7 separate regions of the Mus musculus genome follow, and all the other regions are linked to region 7. Evidence: chromatin contacts called from public Hi-C and HiChIP or PLAC-seq data. All regions are on one chromosome and are shown on one strand. Each heading gives the region's core, a stretch centred on a gene start, on an enhancer-like site or on the middle of the called end of the contact. The rest is flanking DNA. Distances are from core to core; before and after follow the strand shown.

Region 1 (4,051 bases), core at 765-3,264, 980 kb before region 7:
GTGCTAAGCCTCTGTTTCCTCATAGGCTGAACGGGGCTGTCTGCCTCAGCACCTTGTGCTGCGGTTATACAACAGAGGGAACACAGGATGTTTGCTGTAACTTCATCTCTGTCACTGTGATAAATGCTGTGATGAATGAAAGGGCCTGGATTTCTAGGTCAAAGGCCATTGTTGGAGTAAATTATGTCAGGAACTCAAAGTCTATTCCATACCGTACCACTTCTAACCAGGGAGCTCACTCAACCACCTTGGAAGTACAGGAGAAACCGTGGAATTCTGCTTGCTGGCTTACTCACTGGCTTTCTTATAAACCGGTTGTTCAGGACCACCTGCCTGAGGATGGGTGCTGCCCACAGTGGGCTAGGTACGCATATGAATTAAAAACAATGATGACACCTCACAGGGATGTCTAGAGGCCACTCTGACCTAGATAATCTATCAACTGAGACACCCTTCGGAGGTGACTATAGGTTGTGTCAAGTTGACAGTCAGTACTAACTAGGACAAGGTTTGAGCTGAGTGTGTGCAGCGTTGAACTGGTTACTGGGGATTAAGGACTAAGGAGAGAGACCTGGAGATGGATTCCAAGAACAGCGGAGAGAAAATGGGAGGGAGGTGAACAAGAGAACTGTCCTAGTTGATATCTGGGCTCTTGTGTTGTAATTAGCAGAGACAAACGGAGAACTCGCTGTCCCATGCATATCAGCTACACTCCCTAATTAGTGGACCTAGTAAGAGACCCTCTGCTTCCCAAGACTATGCCTGGTACAGCCTACATCTCTCTGGCCTTCACCTTGTGCCAGCACATTCCCAATGCAAGACATCATGACCTTGGTGTGAGATCCCAGGCCTCTGCAGAGGACTAAGCGGCAACCCCCTGTCCCTGGGGTTTGGAGAGGAAACCCCAGCAGTTTTCTGAAGACATGACAGTTTGAGTTGGAGATGCTACTGAGTGGCCAAAGCTCTGTATGCATCGAGGCACTGTCTGTGAGAAGTTCCTTTGGAGAATAAGGGATTATTTATAGTTCTAGGTCTCTAGACTTCTGGAAAGTCTTCCCTGCTCTTTAGTCAGGTCCAGTGCTCTTGAGCTGTGTTCTCCAGCATGGCTCCTTTATCTAATTCCTTGAGATCAGATCCTCTCTTCCTCTTCTCTCCCCCCTCCCTCCCTTCTTGTCTCTCTATTCCACATTAGTATTTGGTTCAGATAAACACCTTTTGGCTAGTTCTGAAGAGTGCCCCCTTGGCTTCCACTGCTCCCTGTGTGGACCTCCCAGCTTCCCCGGAAACCTTCCCACCCCCTTCATTTTGGTGGGTTGATGGAGCTCAGCAACTTGGCCTGACTCATGTAATAAGTCCCCCAGTTTTCAGGCGTGAGAGTTGAACGAACTACTGCATTTTGGAGGTCTGATCACCCTAAGTGGGGGAGGGAACTGCGGCGGGGTGGTGCAGGCTGGTGAACAGGGTCTGATGCCTAGGGCTCAATTGGCCCTGGCTGAGGAAAATATTCCAGAGACTTCTTCCCCACTGCATTTTTTTTTTTCTGGAATTCTCACAACCACCAAACTAAACTGTAACTAAACCTTCTTTGAGGCCTCATTTGTGAGGAAAACAAGATAGATGATTAAAGCACTGAAAATTGGAGAATCTGGCAATTTGTTCATTTTACCATCTACAGAATTAGGTGCCAAGTAAGTTTCATATCTGCGACTCCAGATTCACCAGATTCTGTTCTGAGGGACCAGCAAGGGACTTGGTATCCACACAGCTTTGTGTGTGTTTGTGTGTGTGTGTGTGTGTGTGTGTGTGTGTGTGTGTGTGTGTGTGTGTGTGTCTGTGTGTGCATTCAGAATTGCGGAGTCCGATCCGATGTTTATTTGTATCCAGGATCTGTTAATTTATAGGCGGCCAAAGGATTGTGAGGCCCTAATTTCCCCCTCGGTTTCTAGTGCTCAGTCTTACAGACAGCTGTGTGGTGAGTATAAGATGTCTCACTCGTGAGTCTCATTAGGAATCGCAGTTTTCACATGTGCCTAGCCTTTCCACTGACATTTGGCAGTGTCTGTCTCCTGCAGCATGGAGCCATCCTGTTCTCTTCTGGTCACCATTGCTAATGGGGCTTGGCCTCAAACCCCAGTGTGGCCTTCCCACCTGTTCCCTGGTTTTCCTGCCCCATTTGCGGTTCTCATAAACATGGTAAGCAATTAGGCTGTTCAGTTGTGGCACATGGTAGCGTAAAATTATGGAATTTAGGATTTTAATGAGTTCAGGTGCCATACAAAAGAACTGCCTGCAATCCTACCCCCACCCCTCGTCCATAAAATTATATGACTTTAGAATTAGGGCTTTATGCACCCTGGTCTAAACCATTTTATTTAAAGGAAAAAAATTAGCCAAGCTGGGACGGGGGAAGACAATTATATGCAGATTTGTACATAAATCAGGCACCACAGCAGCTGTGTAGCACATGTTAGTGACCCCGAGTTTGTTTCTGTGACTTAAAAGGTAAACAGAAACCTGCTTCCACAGAGGGAAATCTGTTCCCAGCGAGGAGCTGACCCTGTTCTTTAAACAAGGCTCACGTGTAGAAGCCTGCTGTGCCCTGCTGCTGTGTGTTGGAGTTTGCTGGGGAGACTTGCTTCAAGAAGAGACCAAGGATGTGGTTCTCTCAAGGTGGAAGGGAGGGAGTCTGCAACAGACTTCAGGCATGAGGTTTGCACCTGACATTCTAGGGGCCAATTAGCTTGGTCATGGGAGCAGGTACCTTTTTTTTTTTTGCATACATTCCAGGTAGGAAAAGGTCTTTATTTAACCCTGGAGATAAATAATATAGAAAGAGATGCAATCCATTATGAAAGAGAGGTCTTGAGTCTCGTATGCTTTTGAAGACTGAAGACATGTGTGTCTTCAGTGCTCCGAAGCCTTGTGCTTGCCCTAGGTGTGGGTGAAGAGAAGGGCAAATGAGGTGGGGGTGGGGCATCCATCTGTTTCAGAATCTCTGAAAGGCTGATTACTCTCACCCTGGCCCAGGGCCAACAGCAGCTCATTGCAGGGTCCAGCTGTTAACTTGGTCCAGGTGTCCCTTGGGGGCCCAAATGTACTGTAATATATATCGTAGCTGGCCTTTTGTAGGAATGAGAATCCTTGCCTGCTTTAAATATTAAATAAATAAAAAAATCTTGTAGAAACAATGGGTGTGGCTGTGTGGTAGTTTGGAAGTCGATGGCTTTACTAACCAGGTCTCATGCTGACAGCAACTGTCATGGTTACCCCTCCTTTCATCATTCTCTCCTACCTCCTTTCTCTGTCCTGTGTATCTATGTATGTGTGTGTACATTTGTGTGCATTTCTACATGGAGACCATGGACAGCCTCAGGTGGTGTTCTTCAGGCACTGTTTACTTTGTTTACTGAGATACAGTCTCAGTCTCTCTCTCTCTCTCTCTCTCTCTCTCTCTCTCTCTCTGTCCCTCAGGCTTGTCAAATACTCTAGAATGTCTGGTTAGTGAGCCCAGGAGGTCTGCTTGTCTCTGCTTCTTTGGCCCTGGGATTAAAAGTGCGTGCTGCTGTGACCAGATTAAGATGTTTTTTCTCGCAGCCTAGTTTCAGGGGATCAGACGTGGGTCTTGCTCAGCAAGTACTTTGCTGCCCAGTCAACCCCAGCCTCCTAGTGGATCATTTTAAAGCGTGCGGTCTAATGGCATTTAGAGCATCCATACTTTGTGGATCTATCACCACTGGCTGTGCCTGATGCTCTAGGACTGTTTCACCATCTCAACTTAAAGCCACACCCATTAAACCATGCCCTGCTTTATTCTGCCAGCCCTGGGAATCCACACTCTGCTTCCTGTCACTAAAGTATAAATGACTCTCCCTCATATAAATGGGAGTCAGTTCAGCATCTGGTTTGGCTTCCTTATTTTGCTTATTTTATTATGTCTTCAAGGCTCATCCATGTTATAGGATGTGAAAGACCCCTCCCCCCAGGCTAAAATCATATCCTATTTTATCGCATGCAACATTTCATTTCTCTGTTCAGTCAGTGAAGGATATTC
Region 2 (4,277 bases), core at 1,579-4,078, 900 kb before region 7:
ATGATGAGGGCTGTACCACATCTATGAGCACTCCCTTGTTCTGCTGACCACCTTATCTTTGTCTAACCAGCACCTCAAAGCAAAAGCTGGTGTTTCTACCCCTTGAACAGAGAAAGGTGAGTTATTTCAGTTACTTTTGTATTGGAGGGATCATGCCTAGGTTTTCAAGCCTTGGTTTACTATAGCGTGGGTTCTAGTCTGGAAGTCACCTCTAATGTAAAACTCATGCCCATTAGTTCTCTACTCTCTTTTTCTGCCACCCCTTTTCATTTTAGAAAAGGTATTTTCTTATTAATACTTTGAGAGTTTTATGCATTGTGTTTTGATTGTATTCACCCCCTTCCTATCTATTTCCAGATCTACTCCTTATTCCATATCCGCCCACCTTATGCCCTAATTCATTTATTACTGCTGCTTGTCTGCTCTTGGATGTGTGGCCATCTGCTGGAGTTTGTCAGACTTACTAGGAGTCATAATGAAAACTAACTTTCCCTTTCCCAGATGCTATACCAATAGCTCCCTAGTTAGGGGTGGGACTTTGGGCCTACCGTCCCCCTCTATGCTGGGATTTTGTTTGGCTTGAGCTTCTGCAGATCTTGCGTGCGCTGTTCCAATGGCTGTGAGTTTGTCTGTGCACCGGTCCTGCTGTGTCCAGTAAAGCACGGTTTCCTTGTAGTTATCCACTACCTCTGGCTCTCACAGTCTTTCTGCCCCCTCCTTCACATCGATCCCTGTGCTTTGGGAGGAAGGGATGTGATGCAGATGTTCCATTTAGGGATGAGCACTCTAGAGTGACGTATTCTCTGCTGATGGACAAATGCTGGTATGGATGTGGCAAAGAGGAACACTTACTGCTGGTGGAAGGGCAAACTGGTGCAGCCACCATGGAAATCAGTGTGCTGTTCTTCAAAACACTACACATAAATCAATTACATGATCCAGCTGTATACGCGTGAATACAAACCCCAAAGAATGTACATCCTACTACAGGGATACTTACTCAACTCTGCTCTTGCCATTCTGTTCACAACAGGCAGGGTGTCTATCAGCTGATGAATGTATGGTGAGAATGTGGTCTATTTATGCAATTATTATCCCGCTATTATAAAAATGAAATTATGAAAATTTCAGGGAAATGGATGGAGCTGGAAACAATCATATTGAGTGAAATAACTCAGACCCAGAAAGGCAGATGTTGCATCTTTTCTCATATTTGAGGATGTTAGCTTGAACACTCAGATGTATATATTTTTAAGACTCACAATTATATCCATCTTCTGTAACCCTTTCTTTTTAGAGTCCTCCAATGACTGGCCGGTGACTGACACTAATGACCTATTTAGAAGCCTGTCTTTGGGGATAAGGGTGCCACTTCTTTCCTTCAGACCAGAAAAAAAAAGACAATTTCAACCTGATTCTCACTTTTTAAATTATTTTGATGAAAGTCTCGGGCTGTTTATAGACAAAGAAAATAAACAGATGAACCCAAATGAAACTTTTAAATTGTGCCAAGTTTCACTTGGAAAGCGTTGCCTTCCATAACAGCTTTCTAGAATGAAAAGAAAAAGAATTCCTAAAGAGCTCATGAGGCAAATGGCTCTCAGATTAACATATTTTATTAATTACCTATTATGGGACTCCAAAGCTAAATAATCATAAAAACAACGAAAAGGAGTAAATACAGTTCCTGGTGACTGATAGACTTTTATGAAAGACATCATCAGCAAAATCAATTATATGCATTATTATAATGAAAGGTACAGTTAGTACTTTAAAAAATAATTAGGTTATTGGCTAAGAGGAAACTAACCCCCTTCCATTACCCCAGAGCAAGCCCCGGAGGCTTCACTCAAAGGCTTTTAGTATAGAAGTCATTGGTTTTATTGGCCAGGCAAATTAGTGACTCCATTAGCTTCACCAGTGGGGAACCCTGCTATTCTGAAATCACCAGGTGCTTTTGATCTGGTTGTTCATTTTCTCGAGTGGGAAAAATATAGGCTTGGGATAAATGCATCAAAATGTTCCCAAAACATTTGCCTGGGTATAACACATGGCGAGGGGCAGGGATGGAGGGAACGAGAGGGAGAGTGGATCATGAGAGTTGAACTGTGTATAAGGTTTGCTGCATGCATACACCTGCCCAGTGTATGTGAATGTGTTCCCTGGATTCCAAGAACTCCATCTTCCAACCTCTGTCCAGACCTCAACTTGCCTATCCTGCTTTGTATGTAAAAATATTCCATCTAAACTCATAGCAAAGCTACTTCCAAAGTGCTAATAAATAATATATGCAAGGCTTTTCTTTTCTTATCAATATAAGGAAATGTGGAGTGTGAGGCTGGCGAAACTTGCATTAGACAATGTAATGAAGCAGGAATTAGAACAGCGTAGTTCCTCTGGCCATTATAAATGAGGACGGCAGCTACCTGGAGAATGGGAAAACTGATGAGTACAGTCTGTTGGGGGAGAGCAGGAGGAAAATTTCCCCCAGGAACACATTTCAAATTACTTATTTATGAACTGATGAACTGGGGGACCACCTATGGAGACATCCATGTAAGCAGTCTGCCGCAGACAGCTACAGAGCTCCAGCTAATTGTGCGGCTGTTTTCTGTTACAACTCCTGCTATCCAGCTGGGTTTTGGAGGCAGGAAATTTAGGCTCTGACTAGAAGTAACGCTTTTTCTTTTTCTTGTCCACACAAATATATATGTGCATGTTCGACTCCTTGGGCCAGAGCCTGGGAAAAGCTGGTCTGGTTGAACTAGTAGGTGCTGGCCTGGGGAGTAGATTTGCCCTTCATGCCTCAGGGTGTTCTGGAGGTGGATGGCATTCTGAGCTCTCTCATGAGCTCTCAAAAGGCTGAGAGCTGTACTTGAGATGAATCAGACAGGCAAATGGGAAGCCCGGGTGCTATTGGAAGACAGGATATTCATTGCTTAACAACTGAGTTTCTTAGGGTCTCTCTGTCTCTCTCTCTGCCTCTGTCTCTGTCTCTGTCTCTGTCTCTGTCTCTGTGTGTGTGTCTCTCTCTCTAGCCCAGGGGCTTGCAAAGCTAGGGAACTGCTGGGAACTCTAACACTATACCACTGCTCTGCCACTCAGGAATGTCTTTTTATTACTTCCCTTCTAGTGATGAACTAACAATGGCTAAGCAAAGGAAAACAAATTTGTACATGTTGTTTCTGTAAGTGGAAGAAGTTCAAAAGTTAGCCTATGCTTCAGCGATAGCTGCAAGCTTCTCAGTAGAGAGGGCACTCCCTCAAAGTGAGCCCAAATTTTATTCACCATTTAATTTCCAGCACCCCAAAATAAATGTAAGAATGGATCTCTGATAGGTCTTTGCTGGGTTGAGTCATTTTGCCCCCTAAATTTGCAAAGCTTGTGAGCTCTTTAGAGAGCTCCATTCCTCAGCAGGCATGTGCTACTAACACCTGGTAACTTTGTGTGTGAGACAGCTCTCATACCATCCTAGCCCATGATCATTGTTTTCAGTCCTTGGGGCCTGATGAGGCAGGGTTCTGTGTCATTGTCTCCATCAGACAAAGGCACTGATGCCCAGAGAGGTTGTAAAGCCAATGGTTTTTTAACTGGGAGAATTATTGCCCACTCTTTCCCAAGGGATGAGTGCCAAAGTCAGAAGTACTATTGACATAGAAATAGAGGCTAGAGCTGCTACCAAACATTCCTCCGTTTGTAGGCCATCTTCCCATGATACAATACTTGGGCCAAAATGTCAGTACTGTCTAGATTGTCTAATCTGGATTAAGTGCTTGCCCAGGCTATTAGGAGGATTAAAACTCTCTTGTCAGGGGTTTGTATGCTTGTTCTCCACCAGACAGCTCTCCCTTGCCTTACCTGCTTGCATAGTTTATAGTTTTCTGTAAGCACACAGATGATCATGTGAGTTGTAAGACTAGAAGTGGTGGGGTAACCCGAGGGCACCTCTGATTTGGATTGCTGTTCAAAGTATATTCAATCTCACCTTGATAGCTATGCCAGATGACTACATTTTCCTTCATGGCAATAGTGCCCCAGAAAGCTGTAGTTGGAGACAGCTGATTTGGTGGGAAAATAAGAACACTAGGGAGTTTGAGATTCTAAGTTGGCATAATAGTTCCTGAAGTGTCACTTATGGAAAACTACCCTCCCATCATAGTTTGTGACTTACGCCAATGGGTAGAGAGTTGTTTGTGAGAACTACATGGGAAAATTGCCATGCAAACCTCTTAACGAAGATGACAAGCTTCACATCATGTGAGAGACCCTTTATTATA
Region 3 (4,315 bases), core at 1,734-4,233, 870 kb after region 7:
AGGGTTTCTCTGTATAGCCCTGGCTGTCCTGGAACTCACTTTGTAGACCAGGCTGGCCTCGAACTCAGAAATCCGACTGCTTTTGCCTCCCGAGTGCTGGGATTAAAGGTGTGCGCCACCACACCCGGCTTCCTCCACAGTCTTAAAACCCTTCCAACTGAATGTCCCTCCTTTCTTCTCCCTGCATCTTTCTATCTGCCCTCCTGACTTCCTCTCATGCTCTATGGTTCTTTTTTCTATGTTCACTTCCTGTCAACTGGTTGCTTGTTCCACCTCTTGGCCTAAGGTTGACTCCATTTAATCCTGTTTACAGTAAATAGAAAGCTCTTGCATGAAAGGTGTGTCCTAGCGCTGAGACACACCATAACTAGAAACAGGTTTCTAACTACACAATCTCACAGTGTGATCAGTACACACGCACTTGTGTGTGTGTGTGTGTGTGTGTGTGTGTGTGTGTGTGTGTGAGAGAGAGAGAGAGAGAGAGAGAGAGAGAGAGATCCACTTCCTTGTCCTCTTTTCCCCTCCCTCCTACTCCCCCTCCCCCACACCCTCTCTTTTCAGTGATAGAGATTAAACAAAGGACCTTAGATGTGATAGGCAAGTTTGTTTGTTTGTTTGTTTGTTTGTTTTTTAAACTTTTTGTTTTGTGCATGTATGGTCTTACTAAGATGCCCAGGTTAGTTGTGGACTCTCTCAATAGCCCAGGCAGACTCATCTGTAACTTTCAACCTTCCAATCTCACCTTCAAGGAAATAGCTGGGATTACAGCAGGCCCGTGGGGGGTGGGGGATGTTGGTAGCTAATATATAAATACATTTTTGCTAGCATTTCAGATGGCTATTCACTTTCTAGACGTAGCTGACCTAGAACTCACTACGCCCAGACTACCTACCCAGTCTGGCCACAAAGTTCTGTGATCTTACTGCCTCCACCTCCCAAGCACTGAGATTATACCCATTATACCTGTTCTGGTGGATTTTAAAGTTACACTGTTTAAGAGATTTGAAAATGGGGCAGTGGTGGCACACGCCTTTAATCCCAGCACTTGGGAAGCAGAGGCACGCAGATTTCTGAGTTCGAGGTCAGCCTGGCCTGCAGAGTGAGTTCCAGGACAGCCAGGGCTATACAGAGAAACCCTGTTTGACAAAAAAAAACAAAACAAACAAACAAACAAACAATAAAGGATGTGGTATACGTGGTATACTTTTTCAATGCTTTTATCACGGTAAATATTTACTCAAAATTTTAAGAAAAACTCCTGCTATTAGTTCATCTTTTCAAGTGAACCAAATTACATAAACAACTATGGAAAATAACACCAGAATCGTATACTTTTCATTTCTTTTGTTGAGTATTAGTATTTATCAGGAAAGGGAGAGATAGAGAGAGGTGGATAAAGGTGTGTGAATGACATATAGGTGTGGATGAGAAGACAACATTCAGGGGCTAGTTCTCTCCTTCTACCACATGTTCCTGGAGATCAGACTCTGGTCAGCAAGCTTGCTGGCAAGTGCCTTATTGTCACACTAAGTCATCTCTCATCTCCCTAGCCCCTCACAATCTCACAACCTTATTTGTCAGAAAATTACGAGTCAGAAATATGGCTCATGCTTCACTGGGTATGAGTATGTCTTGTTTTGTTTTGTTTTTCGAGACAGGGTTTCTCTGTTTAGCCCTGGCTGTCCTGGAACTCACTTTGTAGACCAGTCTGGCCTCGAACTCAGAAATCCCCCTGCCTCTGCCTCCCAAGTGCTGGGATTAAAGGCGTGCGCCACCACAGCCCAGCGGTATGGGTATGTCTTATGTTTCATTTCAGTGTTAAATCTTTTTTTTTTTTAATAATTCTGTATAGCTCCGGCTGTCCTCGAACTCACTCTTTAGACAAGGCTGGCCTCAACTCAGAAATCTGCCTGCCTCTGCCTCCCATGTGCTGGGATTAAAGGCAAGTGACACCACTGCCTAGCTTCTGTGTTAATTCTTAAAGTATCTACATTTAAAAACAAATAAATCAAAGGAACAGTATTTCTGTCTATGAAATTTTGTATAACTCTATGGAATTTTTTTAACTTTACTGTTATCTAATTAACTCTTCTGGTGTGCATGAGTGTTTGTTTACATGTATGCCTGTTTACCATGTGTGTGCCTGGTGGCCATGAAGTTCAGAAGAGGATCTTAAATGCCCTGGAACTGGAGTTAAAGTTGTGGTAAGCTGCTATGTGAGTACTGGGGATTGAACCCTGGTCCTCTGAAAGTGCAGTCATTGCTCTCAATTGCTAAGTCATGCTTCCTAGCCCCTTGTGGGAATTCATGACTGAGCCTAGGAGAGACTTAACCAGTCTTGATGAAAGGCTACTTTCCTTTCCGATGTCTTTTTAATTTTCTCCATCTTTGCTATCCTGTCACAAGAAGAATGGCATTGTTTCAATTTTTTGCAAATCTCTGATTTAATACAGGACAGGTGAAGGCCTGGAGGTCTAGCTCACAAATAGACGGACTTGCCTAACAGCTAGAATAATTCACCCCTTTTTGTATTCCTTCTGTTGCACTATATCAGAAGACAACCTCTGGAAAGCGCTGTACAGTCATGAGAAAATGAGTGGAAAAAGTGTGTAATATTTACTGTTTTGAAAACTGTTACTCTCCTAACAGAGCTCTTGAAAGGCACTTTGGAAACTACTGGAAAGAAATGTTTATTTAGGGACGAAGGATGTTTTCGGGTTCTTATGCACATTCCTAACATGAGGGACGCCAGAATAAAGACGTTTTTAAAGCCACAAGTAGTCGCGTTTGAAAAATTACTTTGTGCTAATTGGCAGGATTTGACATAACTCAAGATGACAGCTGAGGCTCATAGTACTGAGCCGTACAGTGACGTCACACAGCTACTTCCGCTCACTCTCTTCGAGTTGGCCACTACATTTCCCAGAATGCTTTGCCAGCAATGGCGCCATTGGCCAGCGCGGCCGGAAGTGCACCTGACTCAGGAGGAAGTAGAAGGACTCGGAGGCAGGAGCGGTGGAGAGAGGAGCTGGGAGGTTGTGAAGCCCATCGTGGGTCTCGCGGCGTTCGGTGAGGACTGTGGCCTGGGACAGGCGCGGGGTCGCGCGGGGAGGGGCTTTTCTAACCTTGACTCATAGCCGGGAGGGACGCGACACTCGAGTAAAAGCGAAGCCTGCGAGTCCTGACCCTCCCTTTTAACTTTTCCTTTTAACAGGCTAGGACGAATTCGGACTTTAACGCGACACTGGGTCATTGGCGTGGTTTTGCTGCGACCAGAGGGGTGGCAGGCACCGCAGAGGTTCTGACTCAGCTTCTAGAGCAGCAGTGGTTAATAGGATGAACGTAAAATCATCAGAGTCACTTTAAAAAAACAGAGATGCTCTGACCTGACTGCAGACCAATATTGTCAGGATCTGGGCAGCAGGGTTGCGCAGCGAGAGTTGAGAACCGGCTCTTCCAAGGCTGAGTTCTGAGTCCCTGGAGGATGCCTGTGAAAACATCTGCGCAAAGGCTCCCCTTCCAGAATTAGCTACCTAAGCTATACCGCTTGCATTTGCTTACGATGATAAGCACGATTTGGGCACAGATGCCATCTTGGGCTCCATAAGAAACTTATTCTTCGGCTCCCGGTGGCGATAGTGTCCCATTCGGACTTCATTGTTTCCTGTTGACAACTTGGTCATTTATTCTGAACAAAGATTAGAACTCTTTCTTTCTTTCTTTCTTTCTTTCTTTCTTTTTTTTTCCCCTGCAGCTGTTTTGGATTCTGTCTAATTTGTGCCATCCAGCAAGCTGCCGGACGTGGAAAAGTCACATTAAAATCAGTCTTTTCATTTAGGGTATGGATCGAGGGTGTGGTTCAGTTGTTTAAATGGCTTACATGTACCACAAAGTCTGAGATTCGGTCTCCAACACCAGTGGGAAGTGGGGATGTTAGTCTTGGTATAAGTCTGATACCATATTTGATCAGCAAGACTATCAGTTAAAATGATAATTGGCATTGAGTGTGAGTTTATTATACTCTAGTTTGGGGCTGGGGAGGGGCCTAATACAGGGTCTCATAGCCCAGGCTAGCCTCACATTTGCTGTGTAACCAAGGATGGCCTTGAACTTCTGATCTTTCTAACTACATCTCCCCAATGATGAGACTGCAGGAATGGGCCACCACAATTGGTGATATCCTGTTTTTAAAATGACTTCCTTGGACAGGCATGATCCATACTCCTTTAATCCAGCAATGGGGAGACAGAGGAGGGTGGATCTCTGAGATCAAGGCCAGCCTGATGAACAAAACAAGTTCCAGAACAGCCAGGGT
Region 4 (4,159 bases), core at 1,652-4,151, 820 kb before region 7:
AATGCATTCTGAGCATGTGTGATGTCCCAAGTTCGATTCCCTGGTGTTTCATAAATTGAGCGTGATGGACTGAGTTTGTAATCCCAGCTCTGAGGAAGTAGAAACATGGGTACAAGGAACGCAAGGTCATCCTTGGATATCCAGAAATTTTGTGGATAGTTTGAGGTACATGAGATTTCATCTGGGAGGGATGAGTGGAGGGCAGAAATACTCCTGGATTCTCTTTCATCATATATCCCTTTAATTTTTCAGAATGTATTGACTGCTTAGGAAGTTGTGTTTGGTGGCACATCAATACACATTGGCCACAGATATTATTAACCAGGGGTCAACAAACAGTAGCCTTTGGGCCAAATCAATTTTATTGCCTATATTTGTATAGTCTCTTGAGTTAAGGATGGCTTTAACAAATTTTAAGTGTTGGAAAGCATTCAGAGGAAGAACAGTTGATGAGATGCGAATATTGTATGAAATTCAAATTTTGGAATCCATGAATAGTTTTATTGGGACACAACTACACCATTCATTTACATACAGTCTTTGAGTGCTTTTACCCTGCACGGACACAGTGAGCTATGCAGTGGCGACAGTCTGGTCTGCCGTGCCTTAGATATTTATTATCTGGCCCCTTACAGAGAATGTTTGCTGATCCCTAGCCTGACGTAATTGTGGTAATCTCATTTCCCTTGTGAATGACTGGTTTGAGAATGAGCATAAAACCATAATCCTGGGAAATGGAGAATCAGAAGTCTGATGGGGCTTCTGGGAAAGGTTTCTAGGCTTCTGAAGAAAGCATAGCAGAGACAGACAGTTTCTTCACTCTTTGTTGTTGCTACTGCCGGGTGAGAGAGTTGGTGCTGTAGCGGCCCACTTGTGGCTAGAGTCTCTAGCTTAAAGATAAGAGCAGCTAAGGATGACAATGGAGAGGTGATGGGAACTGGTCTCTTCTTCACGTGGATGCTGAACCCGCAACTGAGCCCCAAGACCTACTCTGCCTTTGTGAATCAAGTTGTATTTGGCCATATATTTGCTTAATATTTAAGTAATTGGGGGGGGGGGCTAAAGTTTCTATTCTTTGGTGTTAAAGCCTCCTAAATAGGACCCTGTGATGCATGAGCCGTTACACCTGGTGTTGAGAGTACAGTAGAGGCATAAGAAGCTAAAATAGCATCCCCATTTTCTTCTCAGTCTATTTGGGAGTGTAATCTCTAAAACTGGTACAAGGAATGTTTGTCTGTCTTGGATAGTCAGGGTAGACTTTGCAGAGGTACTCATTTTTAATCTGAAAAACTGGAGAGCAATTTGGATTCGATGAGACCCAGTTCACAGGAGAACCAATCAACATTTCCAGGCAAAGAGAAGACTCTATAAAGGGGCAAAGGACAGTTGAAACAGGATGGTGTTTGCTGGAGTGGTTGCTGAAGAGAGGCTGCTGTTACCGATGCTGTTGAAGAGGGAGGGTTACTTGGATCGCTCCTCAGATGGACTTTTGTAACAATTGTGATTAGTAGCTGTGGAGAAAAAAAAAACTGTCTGAAAACCAGTGGTCGGGCTGGAGAGGTCCGCCAAAGGTTAAGAACACTTACTGCTCTTGCAGAGGACACAGGTTTAGTGTCCCTCACATGAGGTAGCTCACAATCACCTATAACTCAGGTTCCTGGGAATCTAATGTCCTCTTTTAGCCTCTGCAGCACGTGCACACATGTGGCATATAAAACTCTGTCTCCCTCTTTAAAACACGCACACATGCACTCACGCACTCGCGCGCATTCACACACACACACACACACACACACACACACACACACACACCTTTATAAAACAATGACAACACTAAGGAATTGGTGTTAGTAGTCAGTGTCATTCATTGACTTCTTGCTAGGTTAAGTTTGTATGTGTAGAATCTCACTCAATTTCATCATTGTTTAGTGAGAAGCTCATAAAGTGAGAACTTATTATTATTATTATTATTTTTTACCAAAGCTATATTTAACCAAGGCAGAATCGGGTATAAGGGCCCATCCAATTTCACATAGTAAGTATAGAAGGGGGGCACATCTTTGGGCATTTTAATTCCACACCAGTCTGCTGGGGGCATAGACAAACCCCCTAAGCCCTTTGGCATAGAATGTGCTGGACCTCATATATTGGGTATCTAGCAGCGTCTGTGACTCTTGCTCATCAAGTACAATGGCTTTCAGGAGCTACAACACAATTGCATTTCAGAGGGTCTTGTTTTCTATTTCTTAAAGAAGCTACACATATTAAAAGCAAATATGGTGATTTTATGCGTTAACTAAGTGTTGTAGTTTGAACTTAGCCATACCAATTGGGCACTTTTGGCAACACAGTTTGTACAATAAGCCAAGCACTTACAATTTATGTAATCATTTATAATTTAAAATACATGCCAACACAGATTTTACCTCATTGAGGGGTGGGGCCTTATGAGGCTCCCCCTCCACATGAGGAAATGTTGATGGGCCCAGTTGAAGGCTTTCTTTTAAGGCCGTGCATATGCAGCCTAATGTTCTGTGAGGGTATAATACATATTAACTATGTTAACTGCACCCCACATATACATGCCCTAAAATGCAAGGATGGATCCAGAGATGAATAAAGGAGAAAATATTCAGGGAAATTCCAGTTCCCCCCAGTTTATAAAAGGAAACATTTGAAGAACAAGGAGAAAAGGGAATACTTGCGACTTGCGATTCAGAGGTAAGGGCAAAGAACTGGATCCTATGAAAAGCAGAACAAAGACAGAGCTGTCAAATGTCAGCTTGTCAAAGGCAATTAAGAGTAGTTTCAAACAAGTGAGGCTGATAGGAAAGTGAGCAGAGGAGGGAGACTCTCTGGGGCCACAGGGGAAGAAAGTAACACGGGTAGGGGTAGGCTGGGAGGCGGTACCAAACCTAGCAAAATCTCCACGGCTGGTTCTAAACAGCATGGCCTGAGTTCTCAAACAGAGCAGGGACCAAGTGGGGGGAAGGACCAGACATTCTGGTCATTCATGTAGAACCTCAATGACACACCCAGATAGTCGGCATTCAAGTCTCGGCCACTGAACCACGCAGGGCAGTGAACTGGCTCTTAGATACGTTCTTTGCCTTGTCTGTTACATGGATCTCAGCAGAGCTCCTGATCCTTGCAGAACTGAAGGAACGATGGAGTGAAGTCATGCAAACCAATGTTTCACATTGCTCCACACACACAGCAAACTGTTCATCAGTAAATATCAGTGATGTTGACAGCACCACTGTCTGGACAAGAGATGCTAATCAGTCTTCCATTCTCTGTCTGGAGTCTTCCTCACTGGGTGGACCACAATGCTTGCTTAGGATGGGCCTTTGAAACTGCCTGTGAAATGAACGAATAGCTCTTTTCCCTAGAATTATCATTATCATTATTATTTTGGTTCAACCACTTTTGCAGTTGATTTGCACGTCCTCCTGCAAGGGAGTATACAGTGGTGAGAATTTTAATGCATGAGTGGTTTGGACAACAGCCCCAAATGTCTTATTTTTACTACATATTATTATAGCACTACATTCATGGTTAGGGGTCAGCTGCCATTTCCTGAGCTTTATAACATGCCTGTTTTAATTAACATCAAGCTAAATTTTGGCAAACAGGTGGTCAGCCCAGATGTGAATGTTATTTTTAAAAGTGCCTTATGGCTGTTAAATCTCTCCTTTTTTTTTTTTTAAAAAAAAAGCAAAACCTATATGAGTGTGGGCATGTGGTGGGGGAGGGGACAGCAGTGCAGTAAAATCTGAAATACTGATTATCTCAGGCTTTCCTTAGGCAAGCTTCAATGACGACAAGAGGCTTTCAAAATTATTAAAATATGTGTACATAGGCCATGGACTAATAAATTAAATGAAAGCCAGAATTACAATAAAAACGAGGTGGCCACACACTGGACAGATAAAAGAAAGTATATAGAGGGTTACACATGCTCTGTGTAGCTTAGAAAAATAAGTGGCAGAGTATGAGTGTCAGGCCACAGGAATGCACTGCATGCAGGTTTCTACTCTTAGAGATATGACAATTTGTTTGCATGTGTGTGAACAGTGGTCACACAAAACCCTTCACCCCCTTTCTTACACATGTACATATTTATAAACCCAATCATTATAATATAGGTTTAGATAAA
Region 5 (3,914 bases), core at 1,233-3,732, 850 kb before region 7:
TCTTCCTTCCTCTTTCCTCATTTGTTATAAACTCTTTGGTCCAAGTCCAGCTTCCCTCCTTCCCTTCTCTTTCTCTCATTTGCTTCCATCTCTGCTTTTCTTTCCTCCTTCCTCCCATTTCTCCATAACCTCTCTCCTAATTTCTTTCTCAACCTCTTTTCCAACTAGTCTTCTCCCTGCCCTATCTCTAGCTCTCTCCCCTGTCTCTTTTACCACCTTTGACTTTTATACATAGATCTGTGCCTTAGCTTCTTCTAGATAGTGTGAGATATGACACAGGAAATTCCACCATTACATGTTGATATAGTGGTAACGCCAGAGGGAGTTACCTGATGGCTTCTGCTTCAGTCCACATTTTAGAGAAGCGCTTTCATCAACCTAGTTGAGTTACTTATCCATTCCTTGAGTTGGATTCACTGTGCCAGCAAAGTTAGTGCTTGTCTAAAGTGTCCGCACTTGGGTCCAGTGTCTAAGCTTATTACTATTATCCAGTTATAACAGGGCTCGAGACAATGTGCTATGGGTAAGCATCCCACCTCACCACAGTCATGGAAGACAGGGGCTGTTTTATTAGGTGCTATCAACAGAAAAAGGAGGAAATCATTTATGGGGGTGCAGAGGCAATAGGTGTCTAGTACTGTCTCCAAGACAGGGGATGAGACCTGTTTCCATGTCACTACTGTGCTATGACAATGTGATCGATGTACATCGTCATGTGATTGTGAAAGGACCATTTTTAGCTGGTCAATCTTCACCCTTTTGGTCTTAAGATTCTTCTAGTTGGTTAAAAAAAAAACCCACTTAAAATTTTTTTATTCAAACTCTTCATACAATATATTTTGATCATATTCTTTCTCCTGGATCACTGCACATACAACTTCATGTTCTTTTCTTTTCTCTCTTTAAAAAGAAAAAAAAAACCCACAAAAAAGGAAAATCAAACCAAAACCAACCAAACAAAAAACCAACCCCCCTAGAAACCCCCCAAAACCCAATAAGACAAAAACAAAACAAAACAAAACAAACAGACAGACAAACAAACAAAAAATCCAACCCAACCCAACTCAAACCAAATCAAAAGCATACAAAAATAATGGAGTCTGTTTTGTATTGGCCAACTACTTGTGGGGCTGGGGCCTGCCCTTTGTGGTTGATATATCAAGCATCACTTCATTAGAGAAAACTGATATTTTTCCTTTCTCAGCAGGTATCAGTTACAAATAGATTCTTGGTCAGAGGTGGGAGTTTGTGTCCACTTCCTCTTTTCCATTCTGGGACTTTTGGAAAGGATCACCTTTTAAGATCTCACATCCTTTTCCTGGTTACCTTGTTATAGAGTCCATGTCCACAGTAAATGCACACATCCCACATAAGCTGTGTGTCTGCTGAGCTCCGCCTTCCTTCATAGGCTTCTTCTTATTCTAACTACACTGACTCTATCCTAGATTCTCAAGTTCTATAGATGATGTAGGTCAAATCTTGTTTATCCATTGTACAACATGACATGGATAGACATATTTCAAAAACTGAAGAAAATCGATACGTTGATAATTGATCACAGGAAGGAAGAAGAGCTTAGTTCATAGGGTGATTGTCTAGTGTGCAGGAAGACCTGTGATTCCATCTCTAGCATTGGATAAATAAGCACTCATGGTTGAGATCCCAGTACCTGAGGAATAGTCAAGAAGATTGGAAGTTCAAGGTTATGCTCAGATACAGAATGAATTTGAAGACAGCCTGGGTTATAGGATATTCTGTTTAGGAAGAAAGAGAGAGAGAGAGAGAGAGAGAGAGAGAGAGAGAGAGAGAGAGAGAGAGAGAGAGAGAGAGGAGGGAGGGAGGGAGAGGAGAGGAGAGAAAAGGAAAGGGAGGAAGCAAGGAAGGAAGGCAGGCAGGCAGGTGGGCAAAATTTTAGGGACACATAGAATTACAGCAAGAAGCTCAGGGTATTTGACAGAGGAACATTTATTTTCATGGTGCATGGGTGACTTGGGGTAATCTGCAGATTAGAAATGGCTTCTACCCTAAGGTGGGAAAGAAGAGAAGAGTGAAACCAAGGGAGTGTAAAGCAGCATTTTGCCTTCTTTACACTAGTGTGGAGATCACTGTCTCTTGCTCGTTGTTAGCATGCCAAGGTTTGATGTATAGATGGGGGTTTGTTTGGTCTGAAATTGTTTAAGAGAGCCAGCTTCGAAGTGCAGGTGAGGCTAGCTCAGTTTCCCTTACCAGACAGAGCAAGGGCTGCTGGTGACATGCACTTTTGGAGAGAGATCAGCCTAGGGTTTCTTCTCAGCAGCTTGTGGAGGACAGCATGGGGCTAGAGGGGAAACGTGGGGTGGGGGGCACCCCTGCAGGTGGTGCCGAGAACTTTGTCTCCTCCACCAGGCTGTTACAGCAATTTTTGGCTGAGCCTGTGGCTTGAGCTGCCCATTTTGGATTTGGCTGGTGACTCCTCTGGGCAGGCTTTGTGTCTCTGCCTGTTTGTGTTCGAATGCGACACATGGGCTCAGCAGTCAGCCAGGTGCCAACCATGTAATCCGATGCCATATGTTCCCAAGTCAGGAGAGGAGAGAACAGATTGTTTGTGTGTGTGTGTGTGTGTGTGTGTGTGTGTGTGTGTGTGTGTGTGACTTTGGAAGTAGGTCAATTACATTCATCTACATTTTTCTATTCTAGGGGGTCACAGGTGCAAAATGATTTGTGACCTATTTAGAGGGTCACTTATGGTCAAAATGACTAAATATGAACTTCTATCTATGTGATTGTACACAGAGCATATTCCTAGAATACTCTTTTTATCCACAGCTAAAAAAAAAAAAAGATGTTCCAGAAAATGTTACTCACTGGCAATACTTTAAAAATGAATTTAGAGGGTTGTTCTGAGAGGAAATGGGTGCCACTCATTTTATCAATGTCTTCCTCTGTCCAGATGTTGGTTTGTGCAATTTAACACATAGGATGGATGGAGCCAGCTGTGTCATTTCAGGGCTGCGTTTTGCTCTTCTAGTTCAGAAACAAAATTCAAGTTTTTGCCTACAAAGTAGAAACTATTTGACTCGAGGCATTTATGCAATGGGAGTGGATGACAGTCCTTCAGATGGTTGGTGGGGCCTGAGAGTTTGCTCAGAGCTGAGGCATCCCGAGATATTTGTAATCTACATCTTAGTTCCTTGGCGGCTCTATCTGAACTCTTATTATCTGTTGCACAGTTAGGCTGTCCGACGAGCTCTGGACCTTGCTAGCTTCCATCAGTTCTTCCTCTTTACCCCATGGTTGCCTCTGGAAGCTGACCAGCATGGGTTCCAGGCATACACCACAGCTCCCTATGCTCTGGTGTTCTCTTGAGTTTGGCTAGTAAGGATCCTAGCTAAAGAGTTTGGGAGGATAACAGAAGGGAAGTGAACTTGAACTAGATTAGACAGTTTGGGGCATAAATCCATCCCCTGAAGCCATCAAGCTATTCTCTCCTGGAAAGCTGCTATGCAGCTCTGATTCTCGAAATCTTATTGGCACAGTAAAGATGGTTCTGCCTGCTTCTTGAGTAACAATGAGGAGAGTTAGATAACACATACAAACTACTTGTCGGTATTATACAGTGTAGAAGCACATCTCTTTTGTCCTCTGTGTCATCACTCTGATGGGGGGCTCTGGTGCCTCTGTAATCTATTCTCTACTGGGGTAGGTATCTGGACACTTCCATCATCTTAGCTTACTGGAGGTTCGCTGACTGTAATGGGCTCTGTATCATGGCTACTTTTGTATTTTTCTTTGTAAGAGTATGCTTTTCCTTCAAGAAGAACAGTGGGGACATGCCCAGGCTTCCAATAATTTCTCTAACTTAAAAAAAAATTGATTCTTTCAGTTTTCAGAAAAAAATTGACTTTTTGTCAAATGCCTTCTATCTATCTATCAAT
Region 6 (4,316 bases), core at 971-3,470, 930 kb before region 7:
CACTTCTTAATTTAACCTCAAAGTCAATTTCAGGCTGGAACCATAGCATCTCTGTATGCAGAGAACCCTTCTTGCAACATCCTTATGGCTGTTATTATCCAGGGTTGGGACCTATCCAGGCTGTTGTTAGCACCTGAGATCTGTGTCTATGTACACCCCAGATTCTCATCCCTGGATTCTTGATTTTTTTTTAGACACTGTTTATGTTCTCAAATGCCCTGCTGTGCCTCCCTTTCTCTCCACTTTACTGCTTAGAGACCTAGGTGGGATAAACAAGCTCCCAGATGTGGGAGCGTACTCACTTCAGGACGATATGCCTCCCGAAATGATCATGACCTTGGCCTTGGGAGTCAGAGCCCTTGGGTTTGAATTGAACTTTCTTTCTCCATATATGCGTGCATGTGTGCAATGTGCATGTGTGTACAAATCCCCAATCGCATTACCTCTCCGAAGATCAGGGTTTCATTCGTGGAGAGAGAAGAATGTTAGCAGTGGTCTTATACTAGGTAACATTCATTTAGTGCTTATGATGTTCCAGGCAGGGTTCTAAGTGCTTTCCCTGCGTTGTCTCCTTGAATCCTCACAACTACCCCCAGAGATGAGCTAGAATTGTCTTTGGCTTATAGATAATGTATATCATAGCAGAGGTACACATGTGCTGGTATGACCATCACTAAAGCACTGTGCCCAGTCCAGCCCAAGCCCTGCTCCAGACTGTCTGGACACAGTTAATGTGGGCATTCTTCCTTGCAGGCTGAGAGACTGTCAGGAGTGGCATTTTCTTCTAAGATATTTTTTGTATGTGTATGTGTGTAGTCATATAGGCATGTGTATGCATGTGTATGGAGGCCAGGGGTCAATCTTGAATACTGTTCCTCAGGTTCTACCCGCCTCTGATTTTTGAGACAGGGTTTCTTATTAACCTAGAACTTACGAATTAGGCTATGTCGGCTGGCTGTAGGTGATTATTCTAATATGATCCAAAGATGCACCATTATTTTCCTATGTAACCTCTCTTACAGACCAGCCCAGTACCCAAGAGAAATGGCTGGCATTGGCCTGTCTCAAATGTCAGCTCATTGACAAGAGGGGCTGTATATGCTAATGTGCCTTAGAGTGTTCGGCACATTGAAAAGCTTCATCTCCAAGTCCAGGGAGTTTTAAAGATCATGGATGTGGTGAATAGACCTCTGTGCGAGGCACCTGGCTGCCCAGACCTTCCCTTTCCCTTCTATGTAACATGAGGTCTACACCTTGCAATTTCCTCTTAAGCTGCCAACCCTGGGTTAAGGAAAGTTCTATGACACCATCGCCTCAGGATTCCTTCATTTATTGGCTATTTCCTTATGTATACCTTGCAGGAAGAGGAGAGACAGTTAGGATATTAAACAATCTTACCCAGTTTGTCTGGGGCTACTGTTGCCTGGGGCTGGCAGAACCATGCAAAGTGGCTGGAAGATGACATTTCTCTTCCACTCACAGCCAGTGACCAACAGGGGAGCACTGTTGCTTTCACAGAAGCTGGGATGTTTACCATTTCCACAGACTGCTTTCCCACCTGATGGCTGGTAGAGTGTCTGCTAGTGATGGGTGACTGAGATAGGATTCAAAGGCCTGGTGCTGTCATCTCACTTTATGTAGGATTCATATTTAGCAACTGGCTGTGAAAGGGACAGCAAGAGTGACTGAAACCAATTGTGAACCTGTGATCAGCCTTTTACAGTCTCCCTCATGAAGGAGGTTTGCTGGTGCCAGGCGCAACATGGCTAGAACCCCCACTGTGGCCAGCACAATCCCGTAGGACTCCTGGAAAATGATTTAACTGTCTTCACTCCTAATCCAATTTAATGATGCTGTTTTTTTTTTGATAGCATCACCTATTTATTTGCTGGGCAGGAGAAAAAAACATCACGCCCCTCCAGGTGCACCGCAAAGCAGGGCTACTGGAAGCAACCACTCACCGGCTGTCCGGCCGCCATCCCGCTTGCGTCTTTCATGTGAGCTTTTGGCCCCAGACGTGCCGGAGTGTTTGAAAGGGCAGGGGCTGGGGTGGTGGTGGTGAGGCTGGCAGTCCTGTAAATTCCAAGCGGGCCAGCTGGGGTGGGAGCATGGTGGGGAGGGAACATTATCTGGTGTGATTCTTTGTTTCCAAGGCACTGCCTCCTATGTCTCAGCTCCCTAGGATCACCAAGCTGTAAACAGCACACCTTACAAATCAGCATACCCCTGACGTGGCTGGAACGTTCATTACAGCTGTAAAGGTAGCCCAGCAAGAGAGGTTGCTATTCTGCAGCCCGATTTTCCATCGCCATAACCCAATTAACTGGTGCGTGTGTTTGTTTTACAAAGCTCCAAGCTACCATAAACCATCCAGATACGTGGGCTGCAGAAAGCTTCGTAATTAGGACAAGGTGTACAAATTAAGCTACTCTTTTTAAACTTCAAACCAGCTAACTTCTGACATACTGTACTGCTGGGGCTTCTGGGACTGAACCCAATTAACATCTTAGTATTTTATAAGCATCGTTTTAATTGCGTTTGTATGCAATCTTCTCTCCAAGTGCCTTTCAAGGTGCGAGTAGTCCTTGTTCAGCTTTTATTACTTGGGTGATTTAAATCTCCTCTCTTCGAGGTTCCCGTTAATAATGATTGCTGCTACTTCAAATGCTGGTCCCACATAAAACTCGTCTCTCCGAAGAATTATGCTCTAAAACAGTTACATTTAACTTTATTATTACATTTTTAATTTTTTCTCTGTTTGAACATTGTGCCCTTAAACATTTTATCAACCTGTCAGCTCTTGGAATGACTAGAAAGTGAGGTTCCCTTTAGGGCCGGAGACGAATGCCTTTCATTCTTGTTTGCCCTCTGCTCAATAAAGATGCCCGCTGTCCCTGGGGGTGATGCTGGGAAGGGGGGGGAACTTGAATAATGACTTATGCGGGTTTTAGTTTCCTTGTAGGTTTTTAGAGCATCTGGGGCTAAGATTGGGTATTTCTCACTTGTTCAATATATACATCTACGCACATGTACATACACATACACATGTATACATACACTTTTCCTAATGCAAGAATCAAGATGAGTAATGTTTAATACAACATTTAGAAGATAAGGAAAGTTAGTGATGGTGTCTACTTGTGCTCTTAGTACTTGAAGGTAAGGATGGGGGTTAGCTCTCCGAGGCCAGCCTGGGCAACAGAGTGAGGCTGTATCTCAAAGAGAACAAGTAACTAAAGAGAGAGATTGTAAACCTGCGATCTAGCTTTTATGGCCTCCCTCATGCCAGACATGAAATGGCCTAAACCCTCACTACAAGATGTTCTGGAACTCCCCTGACCCCAAGCGAGTGACTTCCTTGCTTTGCAGCCTGTCTGCTCTGGGCCCTGCCCTCATTTGAAGAGTAAAGCACACTTTAAAAGGGATTAAAACACTCCAAGAATTCCTGTCTGAAATATTTCCCCCAGCAAACAAGAGATGCAGAGAGGAGTCCCTGGTGATGCTAATATTTCTTCTTCGGCACAGGCTTCACCATTTGCAGCCAGGAAGTTATGCCACTGAAGCCAGAGCCAATGGCTATGCCTAATTTTATGAGCACAATCAAATGGCAAACTATTCCTCCATAATCATGCACCACAAAGCAAGGGCTTCCATGATTGTCCCCCTTCTGCCTGTTAATAAGGGAGCTAGGGAAAACATGACTCCTCATGTTGGACTCAATTAGAGCTCCTGTGATCCAGATAGAAACATATAAGGTTGAGCAGGCAGCGAGAGCATCTTGAAATACTGTAAACCCTTTGGCTTGATTGAGTGTCTTGTCAAACAAAACTGGCAGCCTCTCTCCCAGAGCTGCCTGAATCTATGCAGATATGATTTCTATCATGCCTTTATGATGTGGAGTCTGTAATGAGGATGAACGCATATAAATCACCTCTGGGTGGCAGTTAGGATGCCATACCCAAAGGGGAAAGACATTTCTGATTTCACATGCCTGGCGATTTCAGATATTATATAGCAGGTCTTCCCTGGACTGCAAAATCTTCAATTCTACTCAAGTCTTTTGGTGGGAAAAAAAATTAGACTTTCATATCTTTTCTTTGGCAAAAACCACTAGGGAGATAAGAATTGTGTCCTCGAGATCAGGGCCCCATAGCTTTCTGGCTAGTCTGAAATCAAAGCTGTGATTGAAAGAGGCTCTAGTCATAATTTGACTTAAGAAGCAGACACAGAGAGGGGCGTGAGGGGACCTCCTTGAGGTGAGAGTCTCAGAACTCAGGTGATAGGAATTCACAGTCAAAGGCAGTTGTACTTCTTGT
Region 7 (3,947 bases), core at 212-2,711:
GGACAACACACACACACACACACACACACACACACACACACACACACACACACACTTTCGCTTCTAGCCTAGTTACCCAATTCACTCTCACTACCAACCACTCCCAACCCTGTGCTCATGGGGATGGAAACAGTATAGGACAGTTGTCCCTAGCCCTTCCCCCCAAAAATGGAAAGATGGAACTACTCCCCATTCCCCTTCTGCACCCTTTATGTCTAATGGAGCCTGGGCCCACAAAGTTTTCCCCGAAGCCCAGGTGGTGGCCAGCAATGAAAAGGGCAAGGTACCATTTCTCACTTGGGACTAGGAGCCCCTGGACAGGGCACTGGGTGTGTCCAGGGAAGTTCCTCAAGTTGGTCTCCAAGAGCATGGCCTCCAAATCACTCAGTGTAGGATCTGGAGAGTGGGAGAGGGACTGGGGAAGGCCAAGGTGACAGTGGATGAGGGTGGCTTTTAGGAGATGTGAAAATTAAAGTTGGAAATCACTATTCTACAGGCAGACTGAGAAAAACTGAAGGCTAAGAAGTGGAGAGAGGAGAGAGTAAAGAACCAGATAGGAGAAATAAGAGGAGACTCCAAGAAGAAAAATGGAGAGAGAGAGAGAGAGAGAGAGAGAGAAACGGGGGAGAGAGCCAGGTGAGGAAAGAGAAGAGAAAAACGAAGAGTGAAACTGAGAAAGAAGGGGGGAAAAGAGTGGAGAAGGACAAGAAAAAATTAAAGAAGGTAGAAAAGGGAAAGGAAAGATAGGGGGAAAGGAAAGAATTAAAGAAGGTAGAAAATAGAAAGGAAGAAAGGGGGAGAGAAGAAAATTAAGTAGGAAAAAAGAAAAGAGGGAAGAAGAAAAAGGAAAGAACTGAAGCGAAATAAAGGGGAAAGGAAGCGAAGAGAAGGAGAGGAAAAGGGAAAAATATAACCACACAGAAAAGAAAACAAGCGGTCAGAAAAGCGCAGCTATCCAACACCGAGCTGCAGAGACGCCTCTTCTGGGTTAAAACAAAACGAAAACACTCGCAGATGGGGCTGCGGAAAGTGCCGGCAAAGCTTGGGCTCGGCTCCCTCCAGCAGCTCGCTGATCTCTGGCCACCCGGCGACGAGTGCTGCGCAGCCGAGGAGCGCGGAGCTCGGGCGGCGAGCGCAGCGCAGCGGCAGACGCACTCGCGTGGCCAGGCCCCGGGTAGCCGCGCCGCCGTCTCCGGGCTCTCCCGCTAGCCGGTGGCCTCTCCTCCACGGTCCCCCAGCGGTACCCACCTCTGCGCCGCTGTGTTGGCGTCCAGCACCCCGGCGCCCTGCATCCACGTCCGCACCGCGTTCATGCCGCTGCCCAGCGGCTCTTCCTTCATACTGCTTCCACTCCGTTGGATGCTTTCCTGGATCCCAAACATGAAAACAACCTTTTCTTGTGGAAAAATCTCCTCCCCTTTGAAAATATTTGAAAAAAAAAAAAAGGAAAAAAAAAAAAAAACGCCAACCACAGATTTTTTTTTTTTTTTTTGAGTCGATGAGACTCGCGCTACATCAAGGCGGGCTGAAAAGCAAAATTTTTAAAAATGTAAACCTTCGCTCAAAACTGAGCGATAACAAGGAGGGGGGCGAGGGGAAAAAAAAAGAAAGGGAAAATCCAACGAAAAGACCAAAATTAAGAAAAAACAGAGATATATGCCTGGCTGTTGGGGGTTGTTTGGTTGGTTGGTTTTGAGTTTGGGTGCTTTTTTTTTCCTTTTTTTTTTTTTTTTTTTTTTTTTTTTTTGCTTTTTTTTTTTTTTTTGCCTTTTTTTTTTTCTTTTTGTAGTAATCACAGGCCGTTGGAGAACAGGAGGGGCTGGAGTTTCCTTTTGTAGCGGTACCTTCACTTGAAGAAGCAGGAAGAAAAAAAACCACCCTGATGACAATTTAAGAAACAATAGATACGACTCTCGAAGCCGGCTTGGCTACTTGAAGTGTCATTTTCCACAACCAGGCAAGTTTTTTTCTCTCTCTTTTTTCCTCCTCCTCTCTCAACCAAAGATGTTTCTTTCCTTTCCGTGCGTGTAGATGAGGACGCTGGTTGCTGTAGACAGATACACCGGAGGGGGGGGGGGGAAGGGGAGAGAGAGGGAAAGAGGAAGGGGGGAGGGAAAGAGATAGAAAAAGAGAGGAGAGGGAGAAAGAGAGGGGTGGACCCTGCTGGATGGAGATTCTGTTTTCTCCTTGCTAAAATAGAAGTGATTTGCAGGCTCTCCCTGTGGAATCCAGTTTGACTCTCCCCAGAGCTAAACACAGGCACACTAACCCCAAAGGGAAGGAGGCGGGGCCCTCGCAGCCTAGACACGCCCCTTCTTTGCATAACGTCATCCTTCCGCCTTATCACAGCCAATCGCAGCTCCCGAGCTGGCTTGTTCACAGAGCCTGGCCACACTCCCTCATTAACATCCTTCTCCTTGTGGCGCAGGGGAGCCGCCAAAGTTCCCGGCAAAGTGGCGAGCAAGGGATCTCTGAGCTCTAGCGTCTAAACTGGAAGGAGCGTGGCCTTAGAGAGCGAGAGAGGGGGCAGAGGGAAGGAGATGGAGGTATCCTGAGTCGAAGGGGTATGCACCATGGCAGTTCTTAAGCATCCCTTCCGAGCCCTGAGCGCGACGGAGGCGTACTGACTGCGTTCTCTTTGGGCAGACGCCTAGTCCCTTGCTTGCCTGTCCTGGGACTTCGGGGGCAAACGTGGAGGAAAAAAGGACTGACCAGGCAGAAAAGGCAGGATGCCCATCCCAGGTGTCCAGCTCTTCACTCTGAAACAAGGGTGGCGGGATGAACTTTATGTGCGCGAGATCGAGACTTGAGGGCACTCGGAAGACATTATCTCCGTGTCAGGAGAGGTAGAGAAACCTAAAGCCCCAACCAATACGACTTTAGTAGACCGCAAGGGAATGGGCATTCTAGACTCAGTCTTCAGCAGGCTTCTGAAATGCCTCTAACTCTGGTGCTAACCCAGACACGAATGCTGTTGGGCGCGGTTTTCACTCGGTCACTACTCTCCAGAAGTCCCTAAGAGTGAATGAGTCTCTGGGGCTATGCAGCCTGCGACTCTAAATATCTTCAGATCCTCAGTCCCTTCTCCTGCTCCGCAAAGTAGCTTTATTTTTCTTTAACAACTGCAGCAAGGGTGTTGCCTTCTCTGATTAGTTGGTTATTTGGCACACAAAGTTCTTTCTGTTAAAGGGGAAGGGGGCTTGAACCAACTTCCATCACAGCCATAGGGAGAGAGACTGGGATGTAGAGAAGAGAGATGAGAGGTTGGGAGGGAAACGGGGAGAAGAGGAAGTGGATAAGGTGGAAGAATGTAAGGGGAGGAAGGAAGACAGGAAGAAACGGAGGGAGAAGAGGGTAACTTGTCTCCCATCTCAGGCCTATTGACCTTTGTGTTATGGCTAAGGAGGAAATGAGTGGAGGTTTATGGGTAATATGCCTACCCCATCATTTAAAAAAAATGGTTGCAGCGTTTAATAAGCTCGTGGTAAATGTATCATTACTCTTAGAGGACATCCTGGATGCAGCCAAGGCTGCCAAGGACTCCTTGGGGGGAAATTCTTTGCCTGAAATCCAGATTCCCTTTTCTGCTGGTCTTCCTTGGCCCTTTGATTTATAAAATGTATTGCAGTCAGTGACGGGAAGGAACACACATCCCTGTTGAATGGAACAATTGAGGCCAGCAAGCATTCTGGTTGCTGGGTCTGTCCAGGGAGGAAAGTGGAGCCCCTTTGTGATGAAAGAGTGGGTGGGTGTATTCCAAGACTACAGGTTGACTGCATGGCCACTATCTTCAGACATAACTTTATCTACTATAGCTCCCAGACTATTTATCTAGACTACAGATGTGCTGGGACATTTCTTTCTGGTCCCATAATTAATGCCATCTCCTCCAAGCCATCTCAGCAGAGATCATCTGATCCACCAGGATCCTCATAGCATATACTAGA

What was found. Hi-C and Micro-C count contacts between places; a contact is called where the count stands out from the background. HiChIP or PLAC-seq counts read pairs in DNA pulled down with a chosen protein or histone mark.
Region 1: a contact with region 7 is called in an H3K4me3 HiChIP or PLAC-seq map of embryonic limb bud, with 6 times the contacts expected there. The contact joins the enhancer-like site here to the promoter of Ebf1 in region 7. A contact is called at or near these places in 2 of 39 promoter capture datasets (embryonic stem cells and hippocampal neurons), 5 of 115 datasets of contacts at active chromatin or transcription factors (the 230-238 cell line, embryonic limb bud, neural tube and 2 more) and 1 of 9 other capture datasets (embryonic stem cells).
Region 2: an H3K4me3 HiChIP or PLAC-seq map of embryonic limb bud shows a contact between it and region 7, with 9 times the contacts expected there. The contact joins the enhancer-like site here to the promoter of Ebf1 in region 7. A contact is called at or near these places in 10 of 39 promoter capture datasets (the C10 cell line, cranial neural crest, embryonic stem cells and 6 more), 3 of 484 Hi-C or Micro-C datasets (embryonic retina, embryonic stem cells and stem cell-derived epiblast-like cells), 12 of 115 datasets of contacts at active chromatin or transcription factors (the 230-238 cell line, craniofacial prominence, embryonic basal ganglia and 8 more) and 1 of 9 other capture datasets (embryonic trunk).
Region 3: a contact with region 7 is called in an H3K4me3 HiChIP or PLAC-seq map of embryonic stem cells, with 8 times the contacts expected there. The contact joins the promoter of Ttc1 here to the promoter of Ebf1 in region 7. A contact is called at or near these places in 5 of 39 promoter capture datasets (embryonic stem cells, hippocampal neurons, liver and 1 more), 3 of 484 Hi-C or Micro-C datasets (all in embryonic stem cells), 3 of 115 datasets of contacts at active chromatin or transcription factors (bone marrow-derived macrophages and embryonic stem cells) and 1 of 9 other capture datasets (embryonic stem cells).
Region 4: a contact with region 7 is called in an H3K4me3 HiChIP or PLAC-seq map of embryonic limb bud, with 5 times the contacts expected there. The contact joins the enhancer-like site here to the promoter of Ebf1 in region 7. A contact is called at or near these places in 4 of 39 promoter capture datasets (the C10 cell line, cranial neural crest, hippocampal neurons and 1 more), 2 of 15 datasets of contacts at CTCF or cohesin (large pre-B cells and pro-B cells), 3 of 484 Hi-C or Micro-C datasets (cerebellum, large pre-B cells and pre-B cells), 11 of 115 datasets of contacts at active chromatin or transcription factors (craniofacial prominence, embryonic forebrain, embryonic hindbrain and 7 more) and 2 of 9 other capture datasets (embryonic stem cells and embryonic tail).
Region 5: a Hi-C map of cerebellum shows a contact between it and region 7, with 2.4 times the contacts expected there. The contact joins the enhancer-like site here to the promoter of Ebf1 in region 7. A contact is called at or near these places in 5 of 39 promoter capture datasets (the C10 cell line, cranial neural crest, hippocampal neurons and 2 more), 1 of 15 datasets of contacts at CTCF or cohesin (the NIH/3T3 cell line), 7 of 484 Hi-C or Micro-C datasets (brain, cerebellar granule neurons, cerebellum and 2 more), 15 of 115 datasets of contacts at active chromatin or transcription factors (the 230-238 cell line, the NIH/3T3 cell line, craniofacial prominence and 11 more) and 3 of 9 other capture datasets (embryonic stem cells, embryonic tail and liver).
Region 6: an H3K4me3 HiChIP or PLAC-seq map of embryonic limb bud shows a contact between it and region 7, with 17 times the contacts expected there. The contact joins the enhancer-like site here to the promoter of Ebf1 in region 7. A contact is called at or near these places in 18 of 39 promoter capture datasets (the 3T3-L1 cell line, 3T3-L1-derived adipocytes, the C10 cell line and 10 more), 1 of 15 datasets of contacts at CTCF or cohesin (large pre-B cells), 59 of 484 Hi-C or Micro-C datasets (B cells, the C2C12 cell line, the C3H10T1/2 cell line and 35 more), 20 of 115 datasets of contacts at active chromatin or transcription factors (the 230-238 cell line, the NIH/3T3 cell line, PVALB interneurons and 15 more) and 4 of 9 other capture datasets (embryonic tail, embryonic trunk, liver and 1 more).

The regions. Positions count from the first base shown.
Region 1 is chr11:45,591,479-45,595,529 of GRCm38.p6, reverse strand. No RefSeq gene overlaps it. Among named protein-coding and RNA genes, the nearest start is that of Gm22284, 46 kb to the left of the region's middle. Within about 2 kb of position 2,014, at least 12 of the 459 cell types and tissues checked have an H3K27ac peak or open chromatin away from gene starts, as enhancers often do. A contact at or near this core is called in embryonic limb bud, where this site is marked.
Region 2 is chr11:45,512,927-45,517,203 of GRCm38.p6, reverse strand. No RefSeq gene overlaps it. Among named protein-coding and RNA genes, the nearest start is that of Gm22284, 120 kb to the left of the region's middle. Within about 2 kb of position 2,828, at least 5 of the 459 cell types and tissues checked have an H3K27ac peak or open chromatin away from gene starts, as enhancers often do. A contact at or near this core is called in embryonic limb bud, where this site is marked.
Region 3 is chr11:43,746,676-43,750,990 of GRCm38.p6, reverse strand. It overlaps Ttc1 (tetratricopeptide repeat domain 1), which reads left to right and starts at 2,983. Exons shown (of 8, transcript NM_133795.2): 1 at 2,983-3,069.
Region 4 is chr11:45,440,948-45,445,106 of GRCm38.p6, reverse strand. No RefSeq gene overlaps it. Among named protein-coding and RNA genes, the nearest start is that of Gm22284, 200 kb to the left of the region's middle. Within about 2 kb of position 2,901, at least 13 of the 459 cell types and tissues checked have an H3K27ac peak or open chromatin away from gene starts, as enhancers often do. A contact at or near this core is called in embryonic limb bud and pro-B cells, where this site is marked.
Region 5 is chr11:45,470,914-45,474,827 of GRCm38.p6, reverse strand. No RefSeq gene overlaps it. Among named protein-coding and RNA genes, the nearest start is that of Gm22284, 170 kb to the left of the region's middle. Within about 2 kb of position 2,482, at least 7 of the 459 cell types and tissues checked have an H3K27ac peak or open chromatin away from gene starts, as enhancers often do. A contact at or near this core is called in cerebellum, where this site is marked.
Region 6 is chr11:45,548,570-45,552,885 of GRCm38.p6, reverse strand. No RefSeq gene overlaps it. Among named protein-coding and RNA genes, the nearest start is that of Gm22284, 89 kb to the left of the region's middle. Within about 2 kb of position 2,220, at least 10 of the 459 cell types and tissues checked have an H3K27ac peak or open chromatin away from gene starts, as enhancers often do. A contact at or near this core is called in embryonic limb bud, where this site is marked.
Region 7 is chr11:44,615,614-44,619,560 of GRCm38.p6, reverse strand. Ebf1 (early B cell factor 1) reads right to left here and starts at 1,461. Exons shown (of 16, transcript NM_007897.3): 1 at 1,249-1,461. The coding sequence starts at 1,382.